2 separate regions of the Arachis hypogaea genome follow, and region 1 is linked to region 2. The links are chromatin contacts, called in public Hi-C maps. All regions are on one chromosome and are shown on one strand. Each heading gives the region's core, a stretch centred on a gene start, on an enhancer-like site or on the middle of the called end of the contact. The rest is flanking DNA. Distances are from core to core; before and after follow the strand shown.

Evidence for each region. Hi-C and Micro-C count contacts between places; a contact is called where the count stands out from the background.
Region 1: a Hi-C map of an unstated tissue shows a contact between it and region 2, with 7 times the contacts expected there. The contact joins the promoter of LOC112732282 here to the promoter of LOC112734933 in region 2. A contact is called at or near these places in 2 of 8 Hi-C or Micro-C datasets (leaf and an unstated tissue).

Annotation. Positions count from the first base shown.
Region 1 is chr13:70,021,172-70,025,658 of arahy.Tifrunner.gnm2.J5K5, forward strand. LOC112732282 (membrane protein PM19L) reads right to left here and starts at 1,468. Exons shown (of 4, transcript XM_025780951.3): 1 at 1,144-1,468; 2 at 205-424; 3 at 52-97. The coding sequence starts at 1,273. It overlaps LOC112732283 (a long non-coding RNA gene), which reads left to right and starts at 2,887. Exons shown (of 3, transcript XR_003167944.3): 1 at 2,887-3,233; 2 at 3,417-3,585; 3 at 4,234-4,487.
Region 2 is chr13:69,819,791-69,824,208 of arahy.Tifrunner.gnm2.J5K5, forward strand. LOC112734933 reads right to left here and starts at 2,726. Exons shown (of 1, transcript XM_025784460.1): 1 at 1,836-2,726. The coding sequence starts at 2,726. The coding sequence ends at 1,836.

The DNA of each region.
Region 1 (4,487 bases), core at 218-2,717, 200 kb after region 2:
AAAGAATACACCAAACGTATATCCTATAATTTCAAAATTTTTCTTTTTTACCAGGCGGGCATTTCTGATGTTTAGCTCAATCTCTTTGCAAGCAAAGCTGCATACACCATATACCATAAAACTCAGCAACTATATATCATGCAACAACATAAACAAATTTATCTATTATTCAATTCTATTCTTATGAGGAAGTTAAGAGATTACCCCATGGCAAGAAGTGTGAGGGTCCATGCAATGGTGGCAACGGAAGCCGCAGATGGCAAGCTCTCTGAAGTCCATGATCGGATGTGATTGATTCCTGAGATGACTGATCCAACGCCAACAACTCCAGCTATCAAAGCAAATGTCACAAAGAACCCAGTGGCTGCATTTCCCATTGGGAACTGTATTGGTGAAAAATGTGCTGGAAGTTCAAGTCCTGCACCTGCCATTCATCATGATTTCACACACATAATCATGTTAAATTATGCTCCAATTAGAAACATCACAGCCACACAAGGAATTACAGTGATATTCTTACTTAAAATTGGGGCACGTTTTAAAGGAGATGAAGTCACTTTTTTTTCTAAACAATTTTTTATGAACTCTTTATTTTATCTACTAATTTAAAAATAGTTTTTGGACTCATTTTCAGTTCATATAGAATATCTTTTAAGAAATTTCGTATATTAAAGTTTTATTTTGTACAATAAATTAACATGCACTTCTCTATTATAGTTTGTCAATATGGTAGTAATACATATGTCATTTGAACATACTTATATGTTACATAATGTTCATTGATTTACTTGACAAAAGTGAAATTATTTTCCAATAAATCTATCAATAGACAAATATGCTATAATATAATTTTGAGTTGAAATAAGAACCTAAAAGTAAATAGTTAGTAATTAAAATAGTCTTTGAAAATTTATGTGTTTTAATTTGGTTTTCAAAATTTCAGACACATCAAATTGATTATAAAAGATACAACAGTAAATCAAATAGATTTTTTCGTCAGTTAGATCACGATATGTCACGAAACAATTTATACCCAATGCCATAAATTGTTCAGTGATCAATTTAAACCTTTGATCTCTTGAAATATGCATGCGCAATATTTTAGAGATTATCTTGACTATTTAAAAATAGAAATCACTTTACCTATGACAAAACCATGATCTATAGCTCTGTTCATGGCCCATCCACCAATACCCAAAACTATGACGTACATGCAGAAGTTCAGCCCCAAAAGCAGCGTGGCTACCGGCTTCATTGTTTGCTCGTTTGCCATCTCTCTATTCTTATATATGTAGTTTCGGATAAGGCAAAAGCTGCAAAATTAAAGGGCTAAGTAGAATTTCAGAAGCCTAAAAAGTTGTAGCTACATGTGTTTTGTACCAGGTGATGGAAGCTTATATATGGACTAGCGAATGAAAGGTTTGATTCTTTTCTTGCTAAGGCTGTTTGTGAATAAAACGAAAGGCCCTTGTAGGGTTGTAAAGATGATGCTTCATGCCTCAAGGCAAGATGGAGTAAATATCAAGGTTTTAAAAACCGGATCGGACCGGCTAGTTTAACCAAGTTAATTGAGAACTGTCACTTGGTCGGTCTGGTTGATTTCCAAAATTGTCCTACAAAAAATTAATAAAAAATCGATCAAATTGATAGTTAATCGGTGAACCGGCCGAACTGACTGGATTTTTACAAGTTTCGGTTTTTGATATTCACAAAAAAACGGGGTCGTTTTGACGCTTCGGAAAACAAAAACAAAAAAAAAAAAAACAAAACACATTTCCCATAGCTGACCTAACCCACCCGAAGAGCCACTCACACGTAGCCTCCCTCAACCCTAATTTCCTCTTCCAGTCATCCTCCAAGGAACTTCACCGTCGTGGATCGAAGGTCCTCTGGTCATCGTGGTCTGGTCCTCTGGTCGTTGTCGAAAGCACGGTTTAAAGGTTTCATTGTCATCAAGCAGTTGTTCTGCACTTCTGCTGTCATTGTCGTCGTCGGGCATCAGTTCTGCAGCCGTGAACTCTAGTTTTCTGTGCTCTCTGCCGCGGTGAGTTCTTGGATTTTTGTTTTTTAATTAATTTTTTTTATTCGGTAAATTAACTATATGAATTGGGTTCTTCAGTTCTTAGAGCAACTCCTATAGTAATAAAGGGAGGCTCTATTTTGATACATGGGAAGAAAAAGGCCATTGGAGTAAAAAAATGAGAGAGTCCCTTCACTAGGACCGAAGTCAAGAATCCCTTTATAGAGGGACTTTCACTAGCCAATGATTTTTTGCCATGTGGCAAATTACTAAACAAATTTTTAAAAATATATATATATTACAATATTACATTACATATATGTTTATATTAAATAATTTTGTAATTTTAGATATGGCAATTTGTTAAATAATTATATTAAATAATTAAATTATAATTAATTTATTAATAATTATAGTAATTAATTATATTAAATCATTATATTTTTATTTAATTAATAATTTATATTAATTAAACATATTAATTATTTATATTAGTTATTTAAATTATAATTAATATAAATAATTATAAAAAATTAATATTAAACATTATTTATATTTTTATATTAAATTATAATTAATTAAATTTATTTACATGAAAAATAAATTTAATTTTTACACATTATAAAATAATTTTTGTTAGATTATTTATTTTTATTTAGGTTTAATTACTCTGCAAGTCCCTATAGTTTCACCGAATTTTCAATTAGGTCCCTATACTTTTTTTCTTTTCAATTGAATCTCTATACGTTAAATTTTTTCAATTAAGTCCCTACCGTGACAAAAACGTTTAAGATAACAGAATATTCTTAGTAAAAAATGAATATTCTCTTTTCTGAGATAAGAAACCTCGTTCAGCACACTTCTATATTTTGAAAATTCCAAAAAGACCCTTTTCATTTCACCCCCACCCACGCATCCCTAGCCCTAACCTCTTCACCGAGCTCTCTTCGGATCTGCCGCACGGTCCTGTCTCGCCGCGCCTCCACCTCTCGACATCCCTCTCGTGCCTCGTCCCTTGTATTCTGCTCGTTCTCTCGTGCCTAGTGTGCTCCACTGCTCGTATTCTGCTCGCCGCACCTCTGTCCCTCACTGCGTCGCTCCTACGTGCCTCCGTGCTTCCATGCCTCCCTTGCCGCGCCGCGTCTCCGTCCCTCGCGGCTGGTTTCTCTACCTGAAGTGCTGCTCGTCGTCCACGGTTCTGCCTTTACAATAGGTGATAATTTAATTTAGATTATTTCCAATTTTTTTCTCATGATGGATTCTTTGATGTTGTTTATGTGAATTTTATTGTTGATTAGTTTATTTTGACGTTGTTTAAATGTTGAATTTTGTTTCTGAATTGGTTTCTGAATATGAATATGAATTATTTTTGTTCTTTCTTTCAATTTTCATTCAGCTACTTATGATGTTAGTGTTCAGAACACTTTAAGATATGCATGTGTTCCAGTTTATGGTATCTCAAGATTGAATCTTCTGAGCTATGCCAGTTCATTCCAAATTTATGTGGCTCACTTGGCTGCAATATCAGAGAAGTTATATAGCCAAGCTCATGTTTGTCTACATAGGTAAGTGTATAACTTTCAATGTACATAGTATGTATTTTCCCTCAATGCATTCTTTCTTGTTGGTGCATTCCTGGAATAGTTGTGGTTGCTGAAATTGCTATGCTTTTTGCATTTATCTTTGCCCCACTGATCATGTATACTATGATGCATCTATCATATGGGATTTGCCCTTTAGCTTCATGTCCAACTGCTCAAAATGTCATAGCTTAAGGGTGTTCTTTTTACTAAGTTTGTAAATCACACTATTGTCCCAAACAGCTGCTGTGTATGTAAAAGTAGCAATAACACCAGTCATCCATTCACTTTCAAAGGTGTGCATATAATCATTTAGTTAGTTGAGTTCTTTCCCCTTAAGTTGAGTTCTCTGCACTATTTATAAAAGTGTTTTATTCAAAATTTTGGAAACAAATTGGTTCAACTTTAAAACCATAATTTGTCATTGTCACTTCTCATTCTAACCATAATTGCATTAACTATTTAAAGTAAGGAAGTGCATTAATTTCATTGCTGACATTTTCCTTGAGGACTTCCAGGTTTACATTGTTTCTATGGGCTATCTGTATAAACCATATATTATTCTAATTAACTAATTAATTAGCATATCATAATTATTGACTGAAATGAAGTTTGACCATATATATGTGCCAGATCCTTCTTTGAGTACTATCCTCGAAGAGCAGGGTCAACTATTTTCACTACTTTTTTAGTCCAGACATTGGTTCGATACCAGGTGTATATGGTGGTAACCGAAGAACTCCCGAAGAGATAAATGGACCTCACAAAGATGAATGGTTCAGAGGGTGGGAGGCTGCGATATAAGAACTGATTTTTAGATTATCTGTATTAACTGAAACTATGTTTTCTATGATTTTTGTTATTAGATTTCAATTTTCAATAACACA
Region 2 (4,418 bases), core at 1,476-3,975:
AAATTTGATTCTTGTCTCTTCCTTTCCACTCTTGAAATAATGTCATTCCCTCCGTTGTATTTTGAGCGAACCACCTTCGCCCAAAGAGAATCCCTCCTTTCTACTAGGCCCCAACCCGCTTTCACCATGAACGCGTGGTTCATAGTGCTGGCGTGGCGAATACCTAACCCTCCTGACTTTTTAGGCTTGCAAACTTTATCCCAGCTTAGAAGGTGAATCCTTCTGGAGCTGTTAGTTTCACCCCAAAGAAAACTCCTGCATTTACGATCAATAACATTACAAGTAGAGACAGGTAACAAAGCAGTTTGCATAGTATAAATAGGTAAAGAAGAAAGAACAGATTTCACCAGAGTCGCTCTGCCAGCTAAGGATAAGGATGAGGCCTTCCAAGAATTTAATCTCGCATTCAACTTGTTAATGATATCGTTGAAAGTATGCTTCGAAACTTTGGAATGTAGGAGAGGAACCCCCAAGTATTTACCGAGATCATCCGTCCTGGAGAAGTGCAGAGAACTACTGATTTCGGCGCGCACATTGTTACCCACATTTTTGAAGAAGAAAACTCTAGTTTTTTCCTAGCTAACTCTCTGACCAGAACTATCACAAAAGGCTGCCAAGCACTTGTTAATAATCTCAGCTTGTTCAAGTCTAGCTTCTGAGAAAAGAATGAGATCATCCGCAAAACACAAATGAGATTAGGCAGGCCCATCCCTTTTAAGGCGAATAGGTTTCCAGAAGCCATGATCAACTGCCGCATTAATAAGCTGAGAGAGCCTTTCTATACAGAGGACAAAAATATAAGGGGAGATGGGGTCTCCTTGACGAATGCCTCTAGAAGGAGTAAATTCATCAAGTTCTTCACCGTTCCATAAAACTCTCATTCTGGCTGTAGAAATGCAATGAAGAATAAGATTAACCATCTGAGAAGGAAAACCAATATCCTTGAGCGTGTCTTCAACAAAACTCCACTTGAGCCTATCATAAGCCTTCTCCAAATCAATTTTGATAGCCATCCAGCCTCTCGAACCCTTTTTTATTTCTCATTGAATGAATCACCTCCTGAGCAATAATAATATTGTCAGAGCTTTGTCTACCTGGAACAAAACTACATTGGGTGGGCTGGACAATATTGTTCATGAGCTTCCGCAGTCGATTAGCAATAATCTTGGTAACCACTTTATAAGTGACATTACAAAGACTGATGGGGCGCATTTGCTTGAGGCTGGTAACCGAGTCAGATTTAGGAATACGGGTGATAAGGGTTTCATTAATTTTCCCAACTTTCTCTGGCTCCACAAAAATTTGTTGTACCAAGGAGCACAGATCAGTTCCAACACGATCCCATTGACTTTGATAAAAAACAGCTTGGAGGCCATCTCTTCCCGGTGCTTTAAAACTTCCCATATTAAAAATAACTTCCTTAATCTCCATATTAGAAACCATGCTGCCGATCTGGTTGAGCTCTTCACTACTAACGTTAGGGAATGAATTACTGAGAACAAAAGGAACATCAGGCAAGGAGTCCTTATAAAGATCCACAAAAAAATTCTTAGCTAAGTCTTCTAATAACTTTGGCTCAGTGATCAAATTACCAAAATCATCAATGAGGGAAGTTACTTTATTCCTTCTTCTCCTAACCATAGTTGAGCCATGGAAAAATTTTGTGTTTCGGTCACTAAATTCAATCCACTTACATCTTGATTTTTGAAACCAAAGTAATTCTTCATGAGTCAGAACCTCCTCATATTCTTCCCAAAACTGATTCTGAAGGTTCTCCAGAAAATAATTACGATTAAAACTAGTAGCCAAACTGGAAGCAATACCTTGAAGCCTTCTCAAGAGTGTTCTTTTCTCTTGAAAATATCCCCAAAAATATTTGTATTCCAATCTTTTAAAAAATTTTTAAAGCTGATAACACCACTGTTCCAAGAAGAAGAGACATCCCAGGAATTAGAAACCAAATTTGAAAAATCCGGGTGCGCCAGCCAAGCCGCAACAAACCGAAAAGGCCTCCGATTCCTATTTTGAAAGGAAGTAGTGTGTGGTTGCAGACAAATAAGAGAGTGATCAGAATTAAAATTGGACAAGTGCCTCACGGTGCCCTCAGGGAACGATAATTGCCACTCCAAATTGCTCAACCCTCTATCCAATCTCTCAACAATGTTACCTCTTCTCCAAGTAAAAGGCCAACCCACAAAACCCAGATCAATAAGCCCACAGTCTGAGATACAACTCTGAAAATCAGAACAAGCACTATGAACAACATTAGTAGAGCCTCCCCTTCGTTCATAATTGTGGAGCATAGCATTGAAATCACCTAGAAAACACCAAGGAATGGTAATATTACCCGCCAGGGATCGCAAATTACTCCAAAGGATTCTTCTGTTAACGCGATGGCGGCTACCATACACCGCAGATAGGAGCCAGGGGGTCGAGTCACCACCAACAACCTTGAGATGCACCATCTGGCTATTATGATCCAGGACATCAATCTTCCAAGTACCAGAGTCCCAGAGGCACCAGATCCCACCAGATCTGCCATTAGCTTCAACAATGAAAGAGCTATCGAACCCTATATTATTCCTAATCCGAACGCCACGCGACCCACTTATCTGAGGCTCTAACAGAATAATGAAATTAGCACTATATTCTTTTCTGAGGTCTCTAATAAGAGAGTGGAAAAATTTACTACCGACACCCCGACAATTCCAACAGATAACATTCATTATAACAAGCAAAAAAGGATAGGGGAGTCACCAGCGACAACGTTACACCTGGGTATGAGACCCTAACTTGCCATTCTGCTTACCAATGGATAAATTCCCCTCTTTGATTTTTCTACCACCAGAATCAGTCATACTCTCATCTGGGGGCCTATCGAGATCTTTCCCTAGACTCCGCACAGCCTCTATTTCCATATGAGAGTCAGAGGAGCTTGCATTCATCAGTAGAGGATTATTCCTCACCACAAAACCTTCACGACCTGTAGCAACTTGCTTCATAGCAACAAAAGCCTCATTCTGCTCTCTTTGAAGTTTTCGCATATACTCTATCACTACCCCTTCTATATCATTAGTTTCACGAGACTTCTTCGTAGGAGACACGGTGACAATGCTCTTGGAAGCTTCAGGAGAGGAGGAAGGATTCTTGATGATCATTTTAGGATTAGGCTTTAACCATTTTTCAGATCCTTGTGGCCCAACTTTATTAAAGGGGCCCATTTTACCACTTTGTGGATTTTTACCTGCACCAACCTGTAAGACTTTTTTTTGAATGATTTGACTCTTATTATTCACTATTAAGGCCTTTGAGGCCTCGGGCCCACTTGAAGCTATAATGGCTTCCTCTTGCATGGAATTCTTAGCCAAAGAATTTATTCCTTCCTCATTCAAAGTAATAAAACGTGAGCCATTAGCATTGGTGGGCATATCTTCCTCATATTCTCTTTCCTGATTATTAGGTAGATCTTGACCAATCATGCCTCCAATCTTTCCTTGATTATTCATGCCCTTATTCCGCCTAAAGTTACGTTTAACTAACATCCATGGCCCAAAATCAGGGAAAATTTGATTCCCTTGATTACCACCGCTAGAATCTTGCTTCTTTCCATTTTGGTTCTCAGTCTCGACGGATGGTGGATCTTCGGAAACCATAGTGTTCCCTTCCGCGCCAGCTTCATGGCCCGCGGTCTTACCCACCGGCTCATCAGTGCACAAATCAGACCTGTGACCATACTTGCCGCAGGAGAAGCAAATTTGGTGCAGTCCTTCATATTCAATATAGAGTTCTGATCCAAGAACCGAGATCCTAGGGACAAGTTTTTTAGCAAGATCAATTTCGACACAAATCCTAGCAAAGCGTCCTCTAGAATGGATTGAGGTTGACCGGTCAATTTTGAGCATGTGACCAATAGTAGACCCAACTCTCCATAGAAATTTCTGGTTATAGAGCTCAATAAGGAGGTTTGGTATCCGAATCCAGGCAGCAATTTTCTTCACTGATTTCTCAGATTCCAAGAAAAAAGGTCGCCATCTTTGCACAATGAGATAGTGTCCGGCAATCATCCAAGGTCCTTCCATTAAAGCATGAGACTAGTCTTCCGCATCTGCAAAGTGAACCAAAAAATAATCACGATCCATATCAATAACATTAATAGAGCCCTTCTTACCCCAGTCTCTCTTTAAACGTTGTTCCATAAATCCTAAGCCAACTCTTTTGCCCAAAAGCTTGACATAGAGTGAGGATCTCCATGGTTTACATCACTCGTCGAACTCTTCCTTCGAAATAGGAATGGTGGGACAAGGATTGAACGGTTCCTCTTCATGGGTGTCTTTATCCGCATCTTGGTACCATCTATTCTCTGGATCCGGTATGTCTTCATTAACCTCTTCCATGTCAATATGCTCATCCTCAATGAT